2 separate regions of the Mus musculus genome follow, and region 2 is linked to region 1. The links are chromatin contacts, called in public promoter capture Hi-C maps. All regions are on one chromosome and are shown on one strand. Each heading gives the region's core, a stretch centred on a gene start, on an enhancer-like site or on the middle of the called end of the contact. The rest is flanking DNA. Distances are from core to core; before and after follow the strand shown. Region 1 has its middle 46 kb from the start of Ccn3. Region 2 overlaps Enpp2 (ectonucleotide pyrophosphatase/phosphodiesterase 2).

What was found. Capture Hi-C pulls out chosen DNA fragments and counts their contacts.
Region 2: a promoter capture Hi-C map of adipose tissue shows a contact between it and region 1. The contact joins two enhancer-like sites. A contact is called at or near these places in 5 of 484 Hi-C or Micro-C datasets (the C2C12 cell line, embryonic fibroblasts, muscle stem cells and 1 more), 1 of 115 datasets of contacts at active chromatin or transcription factors (a colorectal cancer cell line) and 3 of 9 other capture datasets (adipose tissue, liver and pancreatic islet).

Annotation. Positions count from the first base shown.
Region 1 is chr15:54,789,980-54,793,976 of GRCm38.p6, forward strand. No RefSeq gene overlaps it. Among named protein-coding and RNA genes, the nearest start is that of Ccn3, 46 kb to the left of the region's middle. Within about 2 kb of position 1,507, at least 17 of the 459 cell types and tissues checked have an H3K27ac peak or open chromatin away from gene starts, as enhancers often do. A contact at or near this core is called in adipose tissue, where this site is marked.
Region 2 is chr15:54,861,188-54,865,243 of GRCm38.p6, forward strand. It overlaps Enpp2 (ectonucleotide pyrophosphatase/phosphodiesterase 2), which reads right to left. Exons shown (of 25, transcript NM_015744.4): 16 at 2,797-2,884; 17 at 2,551-2,638; 18 at 1,311-1,495. Among named protein-coding and RNA genes, the nearest start is that of Enpp2, 57 kb to the right of the region's middle. Within about 2 kb of position 1,979, at least 15 of the 459 cell types and tissues checked have an H3K27ac peak or open chromatin away from gene starts, as enhancers often do. A contact at or near this core is called in adipose tissue, where this site is marked.

The DNA.
Region 1 (3,997 bases), core at 257-2,756:
AGACCAGACTCAAAAAAGAAGCTGTGATGACAACAATTGAGTCAGCCATTGACCAAGTCATCAGGTTCTTTGTTCTCTTCCTTTACAGAATGGCTAATAGCTGCCAAAAAGCACAGTTACTGTTACCACTGTTACCGGTGTGAGTTCTAAGTGGTCTCTGATCAATCCTGCCATCACATTTATTGACTTCATCACTGAGAAAAATACTAATATCTCAATATTCTTTGATTACAAAAGGCAGAAATCAACTTGCCATAGACTCCATTTGCCTAATTGTAAATAGCAGCCCTTTGTGTGTGTGTATGTGCCTCTGTGTGTGTGTGTGTGTGTGTGTGTGTGTGTGTGTGCTTGACACGAGCTAGAGTCATCACAGAGAAAGGAACCACAGTTGGGTCCAACTGGAAGGCATTTTCTCAATTAGTGATCAATGGGGCACCATTGAGGGTGGTGCCATTCCTGGGCTGGTAGTCCTGGGTTTTAGAAAATGGCAGCTGAGCAAGCCACGGGAAGCAAGCCAGTAAGCAGCACCCCTCCACGACCACCGCATCAGCTCCTGCCTCCAGATTCCAGCCCTGAGTGAGTTCCTGTCCTGACTTCCTCCAGTGATGAACTATGATCTGGAAGTGTAAGGCAAATAAACCCTTTCCTCCCCAACTTGCTTTTTGGTCATGGTGTTTTGTCACAGTTAAAACACTGACTAAGACACCCTGTGAACCATGGTTCCCCAGTCTCAGCCTTTGGGGTTTGCCTCACTGTACTGCCTTTCACCCATCCAGCTCTGGTCAAGTTGGAGGCCACTTTGTTTAGTCAGCGTATTCTGGCCTTGCCACTAGTCTTAAAGGACACCTAGGCCTCTCCTATCAAAACACTCACCGAACTGCTTTGTATCTGCTGTTCTTCTCATCTCTCTGCCCTTGGAAGTTACAAAGTGGTTTCCTATACGATGTGTGCAATGCAATGTACATATGTCTTTTATTTACAGAAACACAATTAAAATACATACCTTAAATTAGTTGCCAACATAACAACTCTGGAGATTTTCTTTAATAACAACAACAAACAAAACAACAAAAGATCATCTAGATTTCTATTACTTCTGGGACAGAGGCCCAAGCTTCATCCTCCTGAACTGCACCGATTTTTCTGAAGTCAACCCATGGATGCTTCTCTTTACAAAGACGAATTGCTCCTCAAAACACAGTCCCTATATAACCTCACTGCCTGTACTCATGCACTAGACTTTGTAATCTAGCTCGTAGACCATTCGCTCTCTTCAAACATTGAATGGCATCTTATGGTCTTATGCCTAGTTTCATGTCATTCTCTCTCCCTGGCCACAGATGATCCTGTCAGAGTGCTCAGCAGTCAACAGCGACTGACCAGGCAACTAGACACAGGCTGCTGATCCCTTTAACCATGATTACATGAAATCAACCAGCATGACTGTGCCTAAGGCTCTGTAAACACAGGCCAAGTAGGAAAGGGTGGAGCTGGAGACACTGAGGGAACTGTGGAAAAGAAAATTAGCCAGCTATTGAATTCCAGCTACTGTGACCGGGCTTCTGCTTTGGTAACATTGGGTGTTTGGTCAATGAAATCTTGACCCAAAATAAAATATGTCTACTTTTCCCCACTCTGGGGAGATGACTCTTTTTTTTTTTTTTTAATTCCTTTTTCTTTGGAGATGAGACCACATGTAAAGAGATCAGTTTCCTCAAGCAGCTGTGTGAGGGTTTTTTAAAAAGCTGTTTTTTATTGAATCTGTAACAGCAGTCTGTCTAACTCATTGCCAAATGAGTGTTAGGCATTATTCAAGAGTAATACTCAGAGCTGTGGTTTTCTGGAGAAGAAGTAAAAAGCACTCCTAAGAATAACAAATGAACATTTCTAAAGAACAAATGTTGATCTAATAGCCTTCTACCTCACCAACTATAGACTCCTGCTATGCACTTGGCTGATCACACCAGCCCTAGCATTATCCAGCCAGACTCTCCCTTTTCTGGCAAAGTGGAAGAAACTCCCTACATCTAGAACGACATCGCCGAGGCCTTCCTTCCCAGATAAAGAAGATTCTTCTTATCTTCTAATCTTCATCCTTCCTATCCAGCTTGTCCAGGCATAACTCATCTTTTAACATTTATTTTACCATATCTAGCACACACAGATACAATATCGTCACTATATCACATCAAACACACCTTATCCCTAATACTACACAGCACTCCAGCACTCATGCATTCACACACATACACTCACAAACACACACACACACATGCACACACACCTATCCCTGGTTGAGAACATCCATGATTTTAGAATTATCCTACAGAATCAGTTTTTATTCATTGTTACTATAGTTCAGAGATAGGAATTTTAGACAGCTAAAACATGGTCATTTCCACTTCTAGACAGTACTCCATTAATGCTGTGAGCCTTGAAATCACAGAGAACTGTGTTCATATTTTGGTGCTCCTAACTTGGTACTCAACTTCCTGGCTGACCTAAATCAAGTCACTTAACTGCATCAGAAGTGAATCATGATGAATTGGTTTGGGAAAATATTGACTATAGGAATAGACATGAGAACAAGTTACAAACATAAAAAAGTATTTCATTATGATTAAAAATAACATTAGTAAAATGTTTTTAGTACATAACATCTTTTTTGTACACGTTATCAAAATCATACAACTCTTCCTCATGACCTCTGCAGGGTGATGTCATCCCCATAAGTCTACCTTCACAGGGTGGGAATCACAGATGACCAAGAGCAATTCACTGATGGTTATACACTAAACAAGCAAGAGTCTGGACTGCGACTGCTTAGCCTATATGATGCTTTTAGTTGGGGTCCAGGGATTATCTCACAAAACACACAAACTACTGTGGTAGAAGGCCTTGTCTATATGCATGCCCTAACTTGTCTTCAAGGATGGGACTTGTCTAACATTCATGTCTTGACTTACCAACCAGAATGTCAGTTTCCAGGGAGGTCTTGGGAACTTAAACTTTACTGAACCGCTACTCAAAATAGAAGTCTTATTCCAAATGGTTTCTTATCTTAGTACAGGTGTCTCTTATGTTGGGGTCTATCCCTTATACCTTAAAAGCTTATACACAGATTCAGTGTATGTTGGATAGTCCGTTCAGATAGGTCCAAGCTTACTGTAGATAACTATACAAAACAGTTCTACTGACTTCTATTGTGGTTGGTTTCCAGGGGCACAGAACATAACAGACTATGTAATCAATATTGGTATTAGAAAGTTTCCTAGTAAGCAGAAACATGTGAGAAATTTTCCTTAGAATGGCAGGCTAATCAAATAACTGTTACCTCAACATGAACGTTTTTCCTCAGCATGAACGTTCTGTCTAACTTAACATCCCATCCAGGCTTTAATATTTTATCTAGGCCTTAAAACTTTTCAATGTCAAAAAGATCAAAAAATTTAAAGGCTTATAGTTACACCAAGCCCTGTACTGTCAAAAATCACAAGTGATTCCTTTGCCCCCTTACGTCTATCCATTACACAGCATTCTTCCCCACCCTCCCGCTTTCACACTCTTTCTGTCCCCTCTTCCACAATGTGTCCTGAGCCCCGTAAGAGTTGATATGGGATGCTCCCTCAGGGCTGAGCGTTCTGCAGTTCCTTCTTCTTACCATCTTAACCACCTACGGAACTCTTCATTAACAACTACAAAGAGAAGCTTCTCCACCTAGGGTTAAAAATAAATCCATGTATATAAAAATAAATGTTCAGAAGGTAGTTTCACAAGATGACTATTTAGCGAAACAGCAGTAGTAGGCTCCTATTTAAGACCTAAAACACCACCCTCTCTAGCTATGCTTTTTAAACCAAGTTTAGACTATGAGGCATGAGTTTCCTCCAATTGGAAAGTGGTAGGTTATCTGCCTAACAGCTATGCCATTATTGTATTATCTGGTAGATTGGATTTGTAGCATAAAGGATTCATGCTAGGTAAGACCATTGATTTA
Region 2 (4,056 bases), core at 729-3,228, 72 kb after region 1:
TGCCATCCTCTTAGTAAGTTGGTTTTTATTGGTTTGAGCAGCCTCACACCCCAGCTTCTGAGTTGCCTCCTCTTCACTCATTAGCCTCTCAGGTTCTTATCAAGAGCAAAGGTAGGAAGAAGATGAATGCAGAAAGGTAGAGGAAGGGGAAATGTGTTCTCTCTAGAACCTACCAAACTGTGGCTCCTATGCCCCCACAGAATCCTGGGAGGGGACAAATGGTAAGAAAAAGAGACTGTGCAATAGGAAAATTATTATCCACTTTTCTGAGGCTAAGAAAAAAAATCATCCTTTTACCTATAATTAAACAGCATATAAAAATGAACAGACACCTTTGCTTTGCACAAGCATCTTTTCAGTTCTGTGGAAACATTGGTTCATTTCTGCTAATAGGAGCACTGGTTGGTAGATGTAAAAATCTTAACTTAAAAAACAAATCAATAAGCAAGTTATTGCTTAATACTTTGGAGTTTTGTTTTGTTGTTTTGTGTTGTGTTGTTGTTTTGTATCTAAAACGAGCAGTGGTGTGGTTTCAAGGACACCCATCCTGTACCTTCCTCACCCTGCTCACCTAGAAAGGTGACTTTCAGGGACTGCAGTAAAGAATATCCTTGTCCTTTGGCTTACAGTCAGGCTCTACCATGGAAGGCAGTGGGAGCCGAGTAGAGGCAGTAGAGCCTGGAGTGCTCTGCTTCCAGATCACCAGCCACAATGTTCAGGCTTCAGTCTTCTAACAAGCACAGTTCTCTCTTCCATCCTCCCTTCCTCCCTCCCTCACTCCTCTCAATCTCCCCAGTGATTTTCTACCTGCCCTCACCTTTTAGGCCTTGCAAGGCCCCAGAGCAGTTCCCATTTCCCACTGATACCCTTCTTCCCTGCCCAGGTTTTGCAAATAGTTCTCTGGAATCCCTTAACATTTCAAGTGTCTTTCAAAACCACTTTGACATAGCTACCTATAAACCAATCACTGATATTATTCACGGCTCACCATGAATCACTGGAAATTCACAATTGCGTAAAAGACCCAGCTTCTGACTATATATTGTGAATTCAGAAAAATAACATTCTTGCTCCTTCATTCTCCAGACCTGAACTGTCTAAGATGATAGTCACGAACCTTATTCAGCATACTAAACTTAAATTTACAACAATAAAGTGAAATTTTTTTACCCTCAGTCATACTCAGTCACTGGCTCCATTTTAGATGTCGGAGTCAAAAATCAACTCTAGTATCAGAGACAGTTCTACTGAACAATGCTTTATACACCAAACAGACATTTCCAATGATAAAGCAGAAAGATTATCTCTACCTTTGGCTCTACCTTATCATCACAGGTGCAGCCCAGGTCAAAATCAGACTGAAGGTACATAATCCCTGGGTAATTGGGTCTGCTGACTTCCTCTGGTAGGGTTGGCCTAAAGGTATTTGTGCGTAGCAGGTGATTCAAACTTCCATGTGTTCCATTATTGGGAGCTGGCTTCAAGCCTAGGAGATCTGATAGGGAAAAAAAAAGAATGCAGTGTTTCTTATTTGTTCTCTGATGAGATATGATAAGAATCAAAACCCTTCACCTTCCAAGAGCCTATAAATATTGAACACAAATCACAAGAGAACAAACTAAATTACGTCAGCCATTCCTTGCACATCTCCTAAACCATTCTAACCTCACAATGCCCTGCTAACACTTCTTGAAATAACACTTCTCTTCACTGCAAGCGCATGAATAAGGCATCCCAAAAAAACTGGAGTGAAGGAACGTGTGTGTGACAATGTTGGGACCACTGTCCTTCTGGACTTCTTCAAGACTTTCAAAAACCAAATTTTGAAATAAGACATAATCAATAAATACCCACAGCCTGCCCTTCAATGCACTCCACAAAAGTGTGGGGACAAGAAGAGGCTTTGGTGATGAGCCTTGATGGGCCACCAAGGGATAAACGGGGTGATTTCACAGCAACTGAATGGTTGCCAAGTGGGCACACAGTGACTTGCCTAAGCTGAGAGACAGGACAGTGAAGAGCTAGCAGCCAACCTGGGAAAAGAACCCAGGAGACCCGACTTTCAGACTCCCCCTCTAACCACCAGACTGGCACTCCCTTACTAAATAGGAAAAGCTGTCCTCATTCAGCAATGAGAAGCCCAAGGAAGAAAAATAATTAGGAGCACATAAATAGCTGGCTGGGATGCAAGCTGGCAAATTTTTCACTGGGCTGCAATGTAAGAGAGGGAGGTCGGAGAACGCTCTGTCTGCGTGGAACTCTTGCTTCATCGTGTCTCCGACCAACGGTGTCAAACTGTAATGCTATGTTAGATCAGCCAAAGGCTGCCAACACCAACACTATGAAAACTCCCCATTAGTCAACTGTTGAAGGAACACAAAGAAGCCTTAGAAGGGGGTGACATTCTGTCCTTTGAACCAATGGGCAAGTTACTTTTTTTTTTCTTTTTAGGGAGAGGTCTTAGAAAATAGACACCTCATTTCTTTCTCTAGCTGTAAGGAAATTCACTGACCAAAAGTTTCACCGGGTTTGATTGAACAAGTGACTTACCGCACATAACATTATAAAGTTCAATGTTTTCAAATGGAGGCACTTTAGTCCTGTACTTAAAAGTTGGGCCATAACCTACAAAAACAGTCTTCCAAAAGAAAAGAAAAGAAATACAGTTAACCATTTCTGCTTCCATGAACAGCATCTCTTCTGTGTCGGAACATCCTACAGCTTCACAAATCCCATGATTTCCATCCCCTCCAGAGAATTATGAAACTCATATTTAGTTCAGTTTTGTAGACATACCTGCATGCTATTGACCTTGTTATCAAAGCCGTGGTCACCCTGGAAAAAACATTTTCCTGACGGCTTCTTATAAACGTCCAAAGGTTTCCTACGTGAAAACGATTTTATGATCTGTTAGGATTCTGCCCCAAAGCAAGCTGATAGAAAGCAAATTTGGAAGTACATAGGATCCCTGAAAAAATCTGAAGCCAAGTGTCTCTGTTTTGATTACATCATTCCCATGGCAATGACAAGGGACGTCTGTTCATTTCTTTGGTGCCATGGCTTTGCTTATTACCCCAGGTTAAAGGGGAGGTTTTGAAAAGAAGTCAAAGTCTCTCTATGTCTCATGCTTGGACTTAACAAAATATCTCTCCCCGCTATGTGATCACCAAGCTCAGTCCCAAAACACAGGAGGCATTTAAAAATACGCAATGTTGAATCAGTTCGTGGAGCTCTGCATTCTATAAAAAATGTTTGTAGGTAAACTTACCTGGTAGGAAAAGAAAAATCAGAGTTCATGACATGATCAATTTAACACTAACCATAGCATAGTTAATAAAAGCCGGGCCTTACCTAGAAAATCTGTTTAGAAGTAGGGAGGAAATGAAAATATTGCTTGCAAGACATCAGGATCATTTACTCTTAACTTTGTGACAGAAAGACCCCATTACCTAAGTGTGTTATTAAGTATTGCCTAAGTACAGGCAGGGCCCATATTACTGAAGAATAGCACTTGGGGAAAAATAAAGAAATCTAACAAATTGGTTTCTACCCAAGAGTAACTTAGACCTAGGATAGTAATGTGTATGTAAATATATTACACATATGTATGTATAATAACTCCGCAACCTGAACTTCAAAGGATTTAATACCTGCGTTTGCTCTTCACTAAATTGCTCAACTACTATCATCTCTCACTTAACTTCTGCTCCAAAATAGACTTTTTTATATAAACTAGACAACTTCACCAAGTTTTTTTTTTTCTGTTCCTTGGTGCCCCCAGCATTTAAGGTCCTGCAGAGGACATAGTCAGCCAAGCTATTTAGGGCATGTCTCTTATGAAACAATTCTACATAAATTTTAGTCTATTCTATGTGGTTCCAATAATTTCTGAGTTTCATATCATTCTTTTGTTCTTTTACAGTTACTGTAAGAGATTACATGCTGTGTGCGCGTCTGTTTTCTAGTGACGAGTTTCTAGGGAACCACCGTTTTCATGATCTTCTCATGCTTAGCTATTAACTATTATAAACTATTGACCAGCTCAAGAGCACATCG